Linked DNA regions of Gossypium hirsutum: region 2 is linked to region 1. The links are chromatin contacts, called in public Hi-C maps. All regions are on one chromosome and are shown on one strand. The core of a region is the stretch at or near the end of the contact, and the rest is flanking DNA. Distances in the headings are between cores, read along the strand shown. Region 1 holds the start of LOC121220860 (ATP-dependent Clp protease proteolytic subunit). Region 2 has its middle 12 kb from the start of LOC107943412.

Region 1 (7,805 bases), core at 2,022-4,521:
CCGTGAAGGACAAATTTTCGATTCCATTGGTTGAATAGCTACTTGATGAATTAGCTACAGCTGAGTTTTTCTCTGAACTTGATTTAAGATCCGAGTACCACCAAATTCGAACGGCTACAGACGATGCGCATAAGATGGCATTTCGAACTCATCATGGGCATTACGAGTTATTTGTCATGCCTTTGGGGCTAACAAATGCCCCTTCGAGGTTTCAGAGTCTTATGAACAATATATTTCGACCATACTTGAGGATGTTTGTCTTTGTTTTCTTTGATGATATATTGGTGTACTCGGTTGATGGGATCTCACTTATACAACACTTGCAATTAGTGTTCGAGCTTCTTGTGCAACACCAATCAAATGTCAAGCGAAGAAAATGCGACTTTGGTGCTTCTAAAGTTGAATATTTAGGACATTTGATTAGTAAGGGAACAATATCCATGGATCCTAAAAAGGTGCATAGTGTGCAATATTTGCCAGTTCCAAACACTGTCAAAGAATTGCGAGGCTTTTTGGGTCTCACGGGTTACTATAGGAAGTTTGTGAAAGGATACGGAGAGGGTGGAACCTTGACCCTTTCCCTGACTCCACCTACATTCACTATGTGACACCAACTACAACCATTCTCACCTTATATGCTCAAGAAGACTTTACTAATGTGCTGCCATGACCAAGCTGTGTTGAAAGCTTTAGCATTTTACACTTTGAATATTTTCTAAGCTCATACTTTTGCCTTCATTCAGCGCTCCTTCAAGTGGTCTCTTTGGGTGCATATATATATATTTCACTGTGCTAAGTATTATAATGTAGGAAAAGAAATTAGACCCTGTATCTGTATATATAAATTCAAAAAAGAAAAAGATGCTTTGGAGTTGGTGCCACTGCCAAACCAAAAGATGAGTGGCTTTAGCTTCAATGGATTCATTGTCCTGTGCCAAGTAAAATACACAGTGAAATTATTTGCAGGTGGTAGGCCACTCTTATTGAATCACTAATTTAGATGATTGAATGAAAATGTAATTTTATGTTATTTTTATTCTTTTCCAATACAAAAATGACAAATCAAATTTTCTCCTGATTTTTAGCATTTTTAGTTGGATTTAAATTTTTTTTAGAAGGAAAAAGCTGAAAGCCAAGAACAAAAATTTAATTTGTAATTCTTCTATTTGAAAAGAATAAGGATGATGTGGAATCACAATTTTATACAATTATTAGCTTTTAGGTTTTTCGACAGGACTGGAAGCTGAATATTCTACTCTTATTCACTAATATACTAAATTGTGTTTAAATATACGTGGCTAAGCATTGTTACTACCACAATGTTTAAAAGTTCCTGCTAAAACAATACTAATAGTTATTTATTTACATAAGGAGGCGCGAAGTTGAGATGGCCGACTTGGTCTAAGGCGCCGGATTAAGGTTCTGATCCGAAAGGGCGTGGGTTCAAATCCCACTCTCAACATTTACCTTTTGGCTTAATTTTGAGTCCTGTGTTTTTTAGATTTTATCAAATTTTTCTCTGGTCTAATTCCGCCTTCAGTCCCTTTACTCTTTATATTTTTTGTTTTTTCAGGACTTTGAATAATAAAACATCACTTATTCAAATTTAACAGAAATTATTTAATAGCGTAATTAATTTGATTTTATTTTTTAATTCAAACAAATTAGGACTAAAGTTTCGAAAATAAAAATAGAGGGATATAAATTCCAAAAGTTCAAAGAATATGGCTGGAGATAGAATTAAACCTTTTTCTTTCAACTGGAAATACCAAATATTAGTGTTGGAGATTTTTTTTTCCCTCTTCAATCGAAATATCAAAGTTGAGTTTTTTGACTCTGTGTTTTTGCCCCAAAAACAAAGTAAATAAAATCTCATAAGAGACTTCTAAATTCAATATTCAGTAAATTTTAATAATTTATCTTAAATTAACTGAGAGAAGAATTGATATATGATTCATACGCAATAAGACTCGGACTTAACACTCAAGATTTCAATACCAACTTTTGTCAACCTAATCAAAGTTTGAATGACAAATCTTTAAGAATACATTAGATGATTTATATTTCTTTATATATACCGATTTTGTTTAGTCTGTTGGTACAAAAAATTATAAGTGGATGTAATTTATAATTCTTTAATGTTTATAGTAATATTTCATAGTAAATTTTAGTAATAAAATTATAGAGATGGATTTTAGTAATACAATTTTGGTTTATTTGCAAATTAGTTTCTAAATTATATCCCAATTTTCAAATTAGTATTTAAAGTATTTTTTTTAATTAGAAATGATACTTAACTATCAAATTTGTCTCACTTTATCTTCTATATATATTTTCAAGGTCAAATAAATCATCTTCTATTCTCTTGAGCAACCAACTATACTATTTACTGAGAATTGTCCTCTAATAACTTACACAACAACTCAAGCTTCTGCAATGGTAGCATTAAAAAAATCAAAAAATTAATGTAAACAAAGAAAATTATCTAATCAACATTTTAAAGTTAAATTGATTCATTAAAATTGTAAAATATAACCATTAAAAATTAAAATATAACTAAAAAACACCACCCTATTTATTCCAAATAACCAAAGAGGACATGGATAGATATAATATTTCATTCATGATCCTATTGATAATATATTTATGCAACGTCTTAATAAATATATCAAAATACAACACCAAGAAATATAATCTTATTTGCATTTTAATATTATATTAAAACAATTATAATTCTAATAAAAATTATTATATAAAAGTGAAAGATACAATTTGACCCTTAAATTTAAGTTTACATACTTATTTTACCCTTCTTTATTCCATTAAGTTCCATAGGAGATGGTTTTATATAATATGTGAAAATTATTTTTTTTAAGAAAAACGAAATGTCTATATATTATATAAAAATAATTACATTTTGATTAGCGATTTAATAATAATTTAAAATATTATTATATTTAAATGTCCATAATGCTCTTATTCATTACAAAGGAGTGTCGATAATTTATCCATTTTGTCTCCATTAATTTCTAATGACTACAAATTATTACAATACCCCTATCTACTCCTAATCGCTCTATTAGAAATTGGTTTTATATATAATATATATTATATTATTAAAGTTAAAAAAATTATCTCTAATTTTTATCAGAAAAAATATGATTAATTTATCTAAATATGTTGGAAAAAAATACAATTGAGAAAGTATATATGCTGAAAATTTTAAAATTTACTAGTCTATGTTGTTTTTGGAGAGAGAAAAGAAAACACATCCTATAGGGCGCCACTCCTGAGAGAAATAAATGAATTCCAAAAATCTTGAGCAAATCCAAAGAAGGTTTTCCTGTGCGCTCATCACAAAAAATTTCTAGATCCCAATATACCCAATGCCAGATAGCTGCCAAGAAGCACAAGCCAGAAAACACAATATGTGCTCCGGCCACACCTTCGTAACTCCAAATACCCGGATTTGTTATAGTCCCCCCTGTAATACTCCAACCGCCCCATGAATTGGTTATTCCTAAACGAGTCATGAAAGGTATAACGAATATACCTTGTCTCCACATTGGATCAAGAACGGGATCGGAGGGATCAAAAACGGCTAATTCATATAGAGCCATTGAACCGACCCGACCAGCAACCAGAGCCGTATGCATTATATGAACAGAAAGCAAGCGACCGGGATCATTCAATACGAAGTATGAACATGATACCAGGGCAAACCCATGGAAATACCCCTTTATCAATGAAAAATAGACACTATGTAACTTTATTGCATTGGAATATCTCCCCTTTTCGGTGGATTCTTTCGTAGAAAGGATTAATATTTGTTCTATTCCATTAGTAATTAAGGGAAGAATTCGACTCAGAAGAAAAAAGAGAAGCAGATCTATTCTATACCCGATAAGTATCAATACGCAATGGGGGTTGATCCTATTTTTTATGAATGAACGCATCCCTATTTGTTCGTCATTCAAAGGACCTATTGGTAAGAATTCTCTTTCATTCATTCTGTCTTTCTTTATTTCATGGCCTTATTCTATCTATGTATAAAATATGAGGTCAATATTATTAGTATTTAATTCTTTTTCTTTCCTTTAATGCCTATTGGTGTTCCAAAAGTTCCTTTTCGAAATCCGGGAGAGGAAGATGCAGTTTGGGTTGACGTATAGGACGATTTGTCAAATATATTGGGTCATATGAGATTCCCCCGTTCTCTCGCCCAATCGAGATATCCTCTGTTTCACCCCAAAAAGATTGATTGAATTATCAAAAATTTGTAGCGCGAAGTGTAATGAAGTGCAATTAGAGATCCATTTCATTTTTGGGGGGGTATTCAGATTAATATTTTCAATTAGACTAATTTATGGTTGGCTTGGTTGGACCGAAAAAATGAAGCATCCAGGCTCCGTTTAGAAAAAACCCAATTGGTAATACATTTATGATTACCACCTATATCATAATCATAAATCTTTTTTATTTACAAATTCGAAATAGAAATAAGAACGATTTCAAACTATTAATCAATCAAAAAATATGAGAAATACGTTGAATATTTGGCGGAAAACATGAAAGAAAAAGGAATTAAATTAAAATAAAAAAGGAAATGAAATCATAGCAAAAAGATGTGGTATTGGGTCATTTGTCCTATATGCGAAAATCAAAATCGGGCGGATCTTTACTCGGAGTAGAGCATAAACCTAAAAAAATTGAATAAAAATTTGATGAAACCTATTCAGGAACAAGAAAATGACATCATGATTTGGATTGAATCCTAATGAAAAAATAGATCAATGAAAAGTTTGTGCGATAAGTTTAGCGAATTTTTTCTATATTATAGATTATAGGAAAACGGGCCAAAACTTATCTTTCTTTAATTTCATTTTGAATTTCATTTTATTTTAAAAATGCAAGAAAAAGCCCCTTCGTTAGAAATTAGAAGTTAGAAAAGGCACACTAGAAAAAACGAAGGATGGCTGGAATCTACACAGTGATTTTTTTTTCGCAATTTTTGTTGAACCGTATGCATCAAAAGGTGCCTATACGGCTACTAAGGGATACAATTTTATCCTAATCAACCGACTTTATCGAGAAAAATTACTTTTTTTAGGCCAAGATGTTGATAACGAGATCTCGAATCAACTTATTGGCCTTATGGTATATCTCAGTATAGAGAATGATACCAAAGATCTGTATTTGTTTATAAACTCTCCTGGCGGATGGGTAATACCTGGAGGTAGCTATTTATGATACTATGCAATTTGTGCAACCAGATGTGCATACAATTTCATTTTATTTTAAAAATGTAAGAAAAAGCCCCTTCGTTAGAAATTAGAAGTTAGAAAAGGCACACTAGAAAAAACGAAGGATGGCTGGAATCTACACAGTGATTTTTTTTTCGCAATTTTTGTTGAACCGTATGCATCAAAAGGTGCCTATACGGCTACTAAGGGATACAATTTTATCCTAATCAACCGACTTTATCAAGAAAAATTACTTTTTTAGGCCAAGAGGTTGATAGCGAGATCTCGAATCAACTTATTGGCCTTATGGTATATCTCAGTATAGAGAATGATACCAAAGATCTGTATTTGTTTATAAACTCTCCTGGCGGATGGGTAATACCTGGAGGTAGCTATTTATGATACTATACAATTTGTGCAACCAGATGTGCATACAATATGCATGGGATTGGCTGCTTCAATGGGATCTTTTCTCCTGGCCGGAGGAGAAATTACCAAACGTCTAGCATTTCTTCACGCTCGGCACCAATGAGTTTTTTTATTTGATGGAAAGAAAAAAGAAGACTATGCCTTCGCCATCGCCATATGAAATATGAATTAGTAAGTAATAATAGCATGGCACTTCGAATTCGATATGAATTTTTTTATTTCTTTCTTTTTTTCAAAACATTAGATTATGTATCGAAAGAGTAGTATGAGAGAAAGGGCATTTCCAATTTTATCTTAGCTTTCGTGGGCCCATCTCAGCGTCACAAACTTTTTTTCTTTTCACACCAGAGACTATTAACAATATTTATGTTATAAAATAAGAGAGTACGAAAAAAAAGACTATTTTTTTTCTTTCTTTTTTTGAAAAAAAATAAACTTTGGGATTGCTGAATTACAGACGAAATAAATATATAAAGCAACGTAGCCATTATAGTATTTTTGAACTTTTCTGAAAAAAAAAGAAAAAAAAAAGAAGGGTGGTAAATGGATTATTTAGTGATCTGGGTCTAATAGGCGCTCTCTATATTTTCTCTTTTTCTTTTTTCGATAAAAGAACAAAGAGAATTCCATTGTAAAGCCGTATGCAATGCATAAAAAATGCCTGTACGGTTGTTCAATTCTATCTTTTTTTCTTATTATTCTTTAGCTATTTTTAGCTATTCTTCTCGCCTCATTATGTGAGTTAGAAGAACCTTTTATTATGTTATATCATCAGGGTAATGATCCATCAACCTGCTAGTTCTTTTTATGAGGCACAAACAGGAGAATTTATCCTAGAAGCGGAAGAACTATTGAAACTTCGCGAAAGCCTCACAAGGGTTTATGTACAAAGAACGGGCAAGCCCCTATGGGTTGTATCCGAAGACATGGCAAGCCCCTACGGGCAAGCCCCTATGGTTTTTATGTCAGCAACAGAAGCCCAAGCTCATGGAATTGTGGATCTGGTAGAGGTTAAATAAGTTAAATAACAAATAGCAATAGCAACAATTTAACACCAATCCACAATTTAATTAAGTTAATCCCTCTTCTTCCTTTCCTTCTTAACTTAAGCCTAAGGGGTTAATATTTTATTAATCTATTAAATAGAAATAGAAGTAATTCAGAATCATCTGGTTAGGATCGATCTAAACTAGTCTATTATGTATATGATTCAGTATGCCAACTATTAAACAACTTATTAGAAATGCAAGACAGCCAATTAGAAATGTCACGAAATCCCCTGCTCTTGGGGGATGTCCTCAGCGTCGAGGAACATATGTACTAGGGTGTATGTGCGACTTGTTCAGATCATGGGCTGAGAAAAAAGAAACAACTTTTTCAGTATCAACGATCCGAACCAGTGAATAGAATGGGGTTCGTCCATTCACTATCTAAAAAAGATAGATCTACCATATCCTTCTATTGTGTATGAAATTTATGGTTTCCATTGGCACAAATCCAATCTTGGAATTTAAGATGAGAAAAAATTCCCCATCGGTAGCAAATGCTTATCCATTAAGCGGGGAAAATCCTATTTAAAAAGCAAAAAGATTATGCTTCGACTCTTGCAAAGAACGGACTAACAGGGTCAGCTGCCCAATTAATCCTCATCCTTACATACCGTTACTGTATAAGATAGGACGCGTTTTCACTTTAGAAAAAATTATTCTTTTTCTTTTTTTTTTCTTGCGGTAGAAAATTAAAAGTTTGTGTATTTATTTTGTCCGTGTTTGTTTGAGATAGACATAATTATAGTCTTAAGGAATGTTTAAATTTATAGTGGTGTCGTAGATCTGAATGACCTACAAATTTCCTTTGCCATGTGAGTATGAAACCATCACCCGAGAAAACGAATCACGTTGCAACCAATTGACGGTGATTAAGATTGTAAGTTGGGTTAGCTTGGCCCTTAAAAAAATATACTCCGCCGTGCCTAACTCTTTATTTTAATATAAATTTATTATACAATACAATATTTCTGGAATGAAATGATTAATCTCGAATTTAACTTATTTTTATCCTTAAAAAAATCATTCCGATTGCTTAAAATTTAGATTTTGACTTTGATTTCAAATCTTTTTTTTGTTTGAAATA
Region 2 (7,805 bases), core at 3,090-5,589, 59 kb after region 1:
TGCCTCGTCATGACATGTCATATTGCCTCGTCAGAACATCCTTTTTCGCATTGTCAGGACGTGACGATTCTTATCGTCAGGACGTCGTTGTCATGCATCGACTCTTCCTTGTCAAGACATCAACTCTGTTTCAATTAAAATCCAATTAAAAACACATACTTCAATTAAATTAGAATTCGAATTTGATGCTCTAACTCATCAATAAATTAATGCAAAATTTTAAAAAGTAATAAAAATAAATATAATCGTAAAGTTTAAATATACCAAATGTCCATGTACTTTAATAAACCTTAAATTTTAGTCCTAAACTTTAATTTTAATTCATTGATTTTTTGTACTTGTTTTCTAATTTTGTCTGACAATTATAAAAAAGATAGAATAAATTTTTTTATTAATTTGATACTTATTCTTTAATCATAAATTTCCATAAAAAACCCTAAAGAGTTTTAAAATAATAAAAAATTTTAAATTTTTTTAAAAATATAAAAATTCAAAACTCTTTAAAATTCAAAAAAAAATTATAAAAATTAATTTAAATTATTTCAAAAAATATTAAAATATTAAAATCCAAAAAAATATTTTATTGTATTAAAATCTCTTAAAAATTTAATCTATCCATTCCGTCATATCAGATTTCAACAAGTTTTCTTTACCCAATTAATCATTAAGGTTACAGGTTAAATCACATCATATTATATTATCAAATCCAATTAATTTAGATATTAACACAAACCACTCCAGCTTCCATGATCTTTTCCATTGCTTTTGAACTCTCTTTCACTTCAAAATTGTTGGAACCATAGTTGTCAGTTGCTGATGTTTTAACCCTTGTTCAAACAATTCTTACTGCCTGTTCACTCTCATGGTTAAACAAATGTCCAAACAGACCTTTGTACGATAGCTTCGACATGATCTCTAGTTCAAGTGGAGTTGAATGTTAGTATATATATATATTTTTACTTTGATCTTCATGTTTATATTTACCATGATTCTTAGAACTTATTTTATCTCATGCTAAATTATGGTGATCAAACTTGGTGATTTAAGAAACTTGAAAATCGACATGCTTTCTCTAATAAAGTTTATCCTTATCCTTTAAACCTTTATCTTGTGGATTAAACTGATAAATTTACTTGGCCCATAAGACTTTATCTTTGGATAAATATTGGAGGTCTAGATTATTATACAATTAAAAGGATGAATTTATCTGCACACAATTTGCTAAAGGAAGTTGCCATATTGTGCCTATGCATCTTTTGGAGAGTGCTTGTGTTGGTATTGCTTGCATCTTTGCTATTGATTTACTCTTTTATTCTGCACTCGTTTCTTAGGTATTATTGGAGCGACTCAAAACTGTTTTGAGTGAGGTATTTGGGTGAGTAGTTGTAATAAGTCGGGGTTATCTATTGGTGCTACAATTACTTCTTGTGTAAGGTAGATTGGGCTTTAGTCAATAGGTTACTAGATCATTGTTGAATAAACCATTAACTAAGCGAGGCTCTGCAGAGTAAAATTATTTCCGAACCACGTTAACAAATATCATGTGCTTATATCTCTTTTTACCTTCACTATTTATTATCTTTATCCACTGTCTTGTTCAAATTTGTGTCTGGACATCAGTTTTAACAAAAAGTGAATTGATTATTTTTTCAAAAATCATTATTGATATAAAAAAATTTAAGTTAGAACAACAAATAACATCAATTAGAACCCCTAAAACTTAATAAAATTATGCAATGCGATTAAGCAAAACCCTTTCTCACTTCTAATCCCACTCTCAAAAACTCTATTCAAAACTTATTGAAACTCAAAACTAACCTTAAATCCATACTTAAGAATTTAAAACTCGCCATAGAACATCAACTTTTTTTTGCTGGAATCCTACCTTACTGTCTTTTTAAGTACTTAACAATGACAACTTCCAAGAACTAAACTCAAACTTCAATTAAATCCAACATTATAAAGTTATTAACATCAGTAATCTAACTTGGAAGCAACAAGAAATTTAAGAATCGTCACTTTCTCATTCTAATATGAACAATGTTTTGAAAATGAGAAAAATCATTGGAATCAACTTAAAATCGGGAAATAATTTATAAATCATCTTTACCTTATTGTATTTCAAGGAATCAATGCCAAGAAAAATCAAGAAATAAATTTCTTACCACTTCATTATTCTTTCAAAAGTAGAGAAAAAGAGAAGAAAAATGAGAAATCAAATTTTAATGCTTAAAATATTAAAAGATTTGCTGGAAAAATATGTTTACCTTCCAAGATTCAACAATTCAAATCAATAATCAATATTTTAAAAATGGATGAGAGAATGGAGAAAGTTTTGAGACCTTGGTAAAACTACCCTTTAAGTCCTCCTATGACTCAAATTTTAACTTTTATTTATTTGAACATTGACCCCAAGAATTTTACCACTCTTGTGATTAAGGCCTTCGCACACTACCACTAATTAACACAAATTAAAACATAATAATTACACCAAATATTCACTACTTAAAACTCACAAATCAACCCAAACCTCATTGTTGGAAACCTCTTGGTTTGGCTTCTTAAAATAGCTCATTCACAAAATCGACTCAAAATCGGCCTTCTTGATACTAGAAAATTTTGGAGCATTACAACTCTTCCCTTTTTAAGAAAATTCACCTGCGAAGCTTACATGAAAAGAGACATGAACACTGCTGGCACATACTTTCCTTTAGTTCCCAAGTGGTTTCTTCAACACTATAGCTTCTTCACATCACTTTCATTAATGAAATTCGCTTATTCCTCAACATTTTCACCTCTCAAGTTAAGATCGGCATTGGTTTTTCTTCATACGATAAGTCTGGCAATACCTCAATTGACTCAACTAATATAACATGGCAATACCTCAATTGACTCAACTAATATAACATGAAACATGTTATGAATGCGACTCAATTCCGATGATAAAGCCAAATGGTAAGCAACATAACTAATCTTCTCCAAAACTTTGTAGGGCCCAATGAAACACAAACTCAATTTTCCTTTCTTACCAAACCTGAACACCTTTTTCCACGGTGTAACCTCCAAAAACACATTGTCTTCCACACCATATATTCTCAATCTCTTTCCTTTTTAAATATGTATATGAATTTGCCTATCTGAAGCTACTTTAAGTCTATCTCAGATCAACAAAACCTTATCCACAGTCTCTTGAATCAACTTTGGACCAACCAACTTCTTTTCACCAAACTTTATTTAACACAAAGGGGTGCGACACATTCAACAATACAACGCATCATTTAGAGCCATCTGAATACTCGACTAAAGGAAAATATCACTCCCAACTATCCCCAAAGTCAATAATTCAAGCCTGTAACATATCTTTTAATATCTAAATAACTCGCTCCAACTAACTACCTATTAGTGGATGACATGTGGTACTAAAATTTAGCTTCGCTCCCAAAGATTCATGCAACATCTTCCAAAATCTCAAAATAAAATGAGGATATAGAATTCTTCTTCCTTGGGGTAAATGACAATTCAATTACAAAATCCATGATAACTCACTCTCACTTCCATTTAGGAATTACAATCAACTAAAGCTATCTCGATGGAACCTAATGATCAACTTTAACTTAGTGGCAGGTTAAATACTTTATAATATGCTCGACAACAACTTTCTTTATCCCAGGCCACCAATACATTTCTTGCAAATCATGATACATTTGATCACTATGAGCCTTCCAAAGTATCTCATGACTCAAATCCTCATCATTCGATACACAAATCCTTTTACTGATAGTGTAGCCCTCCACTTTCCCCTTGTCACCTTTCTTTACGGTTGTCTACATATCTTCGACTCCAATTCGTATCTGATGAAAGTAAAGGTTGTTCAAAAATATTTTCTCTTCCCGTTGTATGAAATGTAGACATCCATGACCTTTCCATATTGATTGAAAAATTCTGATTGTTTTGTTACTGACCTTTTCAGTTTAAATCATGCCTTCTTTCCTTCTCCATATTTTTTTCATAACAAATAGGCTCATTTTTCCAATAAACTTCAAACTCTATTATTTGAATCGATTAAATTAGTTTATTCAAATAAAACATTAAAATACTATAATTCAACCCGTTTAATAATTTAAACTATTGGAGTTTGGGCTTGAATCTTGATTCTATAATGATGAAGTTTGAACTTAAAAGATAAATGATTATAGTGGTAGAGGTTTAAAAGAGAGGCAGTTATATGATTATGATTAAGATTGTGGGAAGTGGTGGACAGCGATGACATACCTGGCAAAGCATAGGGGCTCCACGAAAGAGATGTAAAGAAAGGGCTACTCATAATAGAAACAGTTGCAAAAGCAAGGGCTTCTTCTATTCCATGCGAATATTGAATTATACCTGTCCACTCCAGTCCTACCTAACAGCATCAATGCCGCCCTTGCAAAACCCCATACATGTTGCGACAAGCGGAGCTCAGTAAAGGAAAAAATAAAAAGAACAATCATACCCCCATTTTTATTTATCTTAACATTAATATCGACAGTTTTTCCTTTGATTTTTTGCTCGTGGTTGGGAATTGTAAGATTGTTCATCTTTCGAATCTGCAATTGATGCAAAGCCGTCAGCGTCTTCACTTTCAGAATAATGGACTGAAAAGCTTGGTTGTCTCATTCTTGTATTTTGCAACCTCGTGTATCATACTGGTCTGATTGAAAATGAACCCAAATGGATTATGATTATAGGATCTTTCAATGTAAATTCTTTAGATTCTTTGTTTTTCTTTTCCTTCTTTTCGTTGGTGAAATTGTTTTTCTTTTCTTTAAATATCCATCCACTACTCTCTCTTTTTTTAATAAATATTGAGAAATAAGGGTGAAGGGAACCTATAAAACTTCTGTTTAGCATATTTCGAGGAAGTAAATGATGTTGTAAAATTAAAAAACTAAGTTAATTCAAATTTATGACTTATAAAATATCATTTTTAAATTAATTTAAATAATTAATATAAACTTTATTTTAATATATGAATTCTATATACATAACTCATATAAATAAATAAAAATTCCATACGTGATGGAGTAATTGACTTAAATGTAAATTACCATTCTTTCCCATACTAATGTTATTATGATGACAAATATTCAACTTAGGTTATAATAAGTGAATGTTAATATATGCAATATAAATTTTTAAATACAATTAAGACAAATTATTTATAAATTTTAATTTAAATACATATATCACATTTAAAATTCTAAAGTCAAGCGAGAGGCAATTTACAATTTGCCACCCAACTTGGCTTTTAGAAAGCTAAAATCTAGAATTTTCAATTTTTTGGTTTGACTTTTTTTTAGATATTTTGTATGTTCATTTTAGGATCGTGTTCGAGATTTATAATTGTCCTTACTAATAATCTTGTCTCTAATGTTTAAATTTAATTATAGATTAAAAAATTAATTTGAGAAACAATGTTAAACAAGACCTAAATGATAATATAAATATATTATTTGATAAATAAATATTTTAAAATTAAATATTGAATGAGAAATCATAAAAATAAAAAATATATATCTTCAACCATATTCGGACTAATAATAAAAGTAAAATTGTTCTGATTTGATTTTTTATTTAATAGATAATATAATGTTAAGATAAAAATAAATTAATGATTAACTAAAAAAATTCAATCCTAATATACCTATTTTTTAATATTTTATTTTTTTCAACATCAATCTCATTATAGGCTCTTATTATATATGCTCTTTTTGTGACATAATATCTAGAACCACACATAATCCCTCCTCAACATTTAAATAGGAGGATAATGCGCTTCAGTGCATTTGAACTCACATCCTCTTGCATTGGCAATAATACCGATATGCCAATTGAGCTAAGACTCAATCGAATTAAATGATTTCTAATATTCTTATCAAACGCATAAAAAATTAAATTATTAAAATATTTAATTTCCAATAACTTGAATTTTATCGATATTGATCAAACAGGTTTATGGGTTCTTAATTCAAATTTTGTTTTAGTTTAAGTTTTATCTTGCGTAGGTCTTGTCCAAATATATTACAATTTTCAATTCGATTATGCTTTATAATATTTATTTTTGGTGATAGTTATCCAAGTGTTGTATTATTTGTACTTGCTTGTAACTCCAATATATATAGATGAATGTAGAAATAATGATAAATTTAACTCGTATCATTTATCTCAATTATCACTTTGGCCTCAACTTTTAAATTTTAATCAAACTATCTTTTTATGGAAAAAATTTGACTAAATTGTTGCATCAACGTTGTTAAAATTTTAACAGTTGAATTATCTTTTTTATCCAAAAATAATAATTTAACTACATTTTGGAAGTTGAAACTTAAAAGTAATAAAAAAAATTGAGATCAAAATGAAAAAAGTAAATAAATATTAAAAACTAAATTTATCATTATCTTATAAATATATAAAAATAAAAAATATTAAAGAGTAAATTTGGGTAACATTTGTTGTAGCGTCACTCAAAACGCAATGTTGGGAAACAAGGATTATAGGCCGGAGAATTTCATCCTTTACGGAGTTCATCTCTACAATTAAGCACAGTAAGTTTACAGGTGAAAGCAGAGTATTAATGTAGAAGGTTTACGTGAAACATAATTGAGTCTTAATTTTTCCGAGAATTTACTCAATGTAGAGTCCAATATATATGTAATTGTATTGAGATATGTGGAAATAATGTATGTAATACTCAGCCAAGGAGACTTGGTAACCATTTTTATAAAAATAGATATCCAAATGTGTATGGAAATGTCAACAATTTCCTCAAAGCTAAGCTTGGAAAAACTGAAACCTGCACATGCCTCTTAATTAATAAACCCTCCTTAATGTTTTTATTTATTTATTTATTTTTTGTTTTAAATGAAGAATTACGTGCTGGACATGGAAGAGATTATGACAGGATTTTAAAAAATAGATAGATTTTTGGAATTTAATCCTTATTTTTACTTTCAAGAATTTAACTTCTATTTTCTGGATTTAAAATTTAATCCAAATTATTAGTATTGTTAAAATTTTTCTATTAAATTTACTGGTGTGATATTTTAAAATAAAAAAAATACTCATTTGATAATTATGTAACACAAATGGTGCCGTACTAGACCTAAATCAAATAAAATAATGTTGATATAATTAGGCTTGCATTTTTAAATCCGAAAAGTATAAAGAATAATTATTAGAAATGAAAATAAAAATCTAAATTCTAAATATACAAAAACATATTTTAATCTATGAAAAACTTTCTTTTTAATACAACAAGAATTTTGGTAACTTGCAAGTATCAAACAACAATTTATTTAAGATAATGCATATAAGAATTTCACTTAGTGCACTATAAATGATGAAAAAAGGGTCAATTATTATAATTTAAAACAAATATTAAATACTGTAAATAGTATTCTTTTGTGATTAACTTGTCCTTTAGTGCAGCAAATGACCATTGCTTAAATTATTAGTTTAGAAATGCTCTTATTTGCTCTCTAATTATGAACTATGTGCCAATTTAGAGATCTGAAAACCCTTTTTTTCTTATAATAAAGGAATATTGAAATATTTTTAGAGTATTTATATGACAAGTTACCAAAATTATTAAATTTGGTACATGCAACATCCAATGATGTCATCGGGAATTGGACAAGAAAGGAACGTTTGGTATTGTTAAAATTAAAATCAGATTATTTCCAAAGTCTAACTTTGAATTAAAGTATCCAAGTTGCAACATGCCTGACACAATATACAGTTAGTAAACAATGTATAGATTCATTCCC

Evidence for each region. A called contact is a pair of places that touch in the nucleus more often than the background predicts.
Region 2: a contact with region 1 is called in a Hi-C map of leaf, with 1.8 times the contacts expected there. The contact joins the enhancer-like site here to the promoter of LOC121220860 in region 1. A contact is called at or near these places in 13 of 34 Hi-C or Micro-C datasets (callus, cotyledon, fibers and 2 more).

What each region holds. Positions count from the first base shown.
Region 1 is chrD09:37,614,713-37,622,517 of Gossypium_hirsutum_v2.1, forward strand. It overlaps LOC121220860 (ATP-dependent Clp protease proteolytic subunit), which reads left to right and starts at 3,272. Exons shown (of 5, transcript XM_041100522.1): 1 at 3,272-4,171; 2 at 5,076-5,236; 3 at 5,636-5,765; 4 at 6,448-6,676. The coding sequence starts at 4,101. It overlaps TRNAL-AAG (transfer RNA leucine (anticodon AAG)), which reads left to right and starts at 1,382; the gene lies at 1,382-1,462.
Region 2 is chrD09:37,672,467-37,680,271 of Gossypium_hirsutum_v2.1, forward strand. No RefSeq gene overlaps it. Among protein-coding and RNA genes, the nearest start is that of LOC107943412, 12 kb to the right of the region's middle. Within about 2 kb of position 4,340, at least 6 of the 9 cell types and tissues checked have an H3K27ac peak or open chromatin away from gene starts, as enhancers often do. A contact at or near this core is called in cotyledon, hypocotyl and leaf, where this site is marked.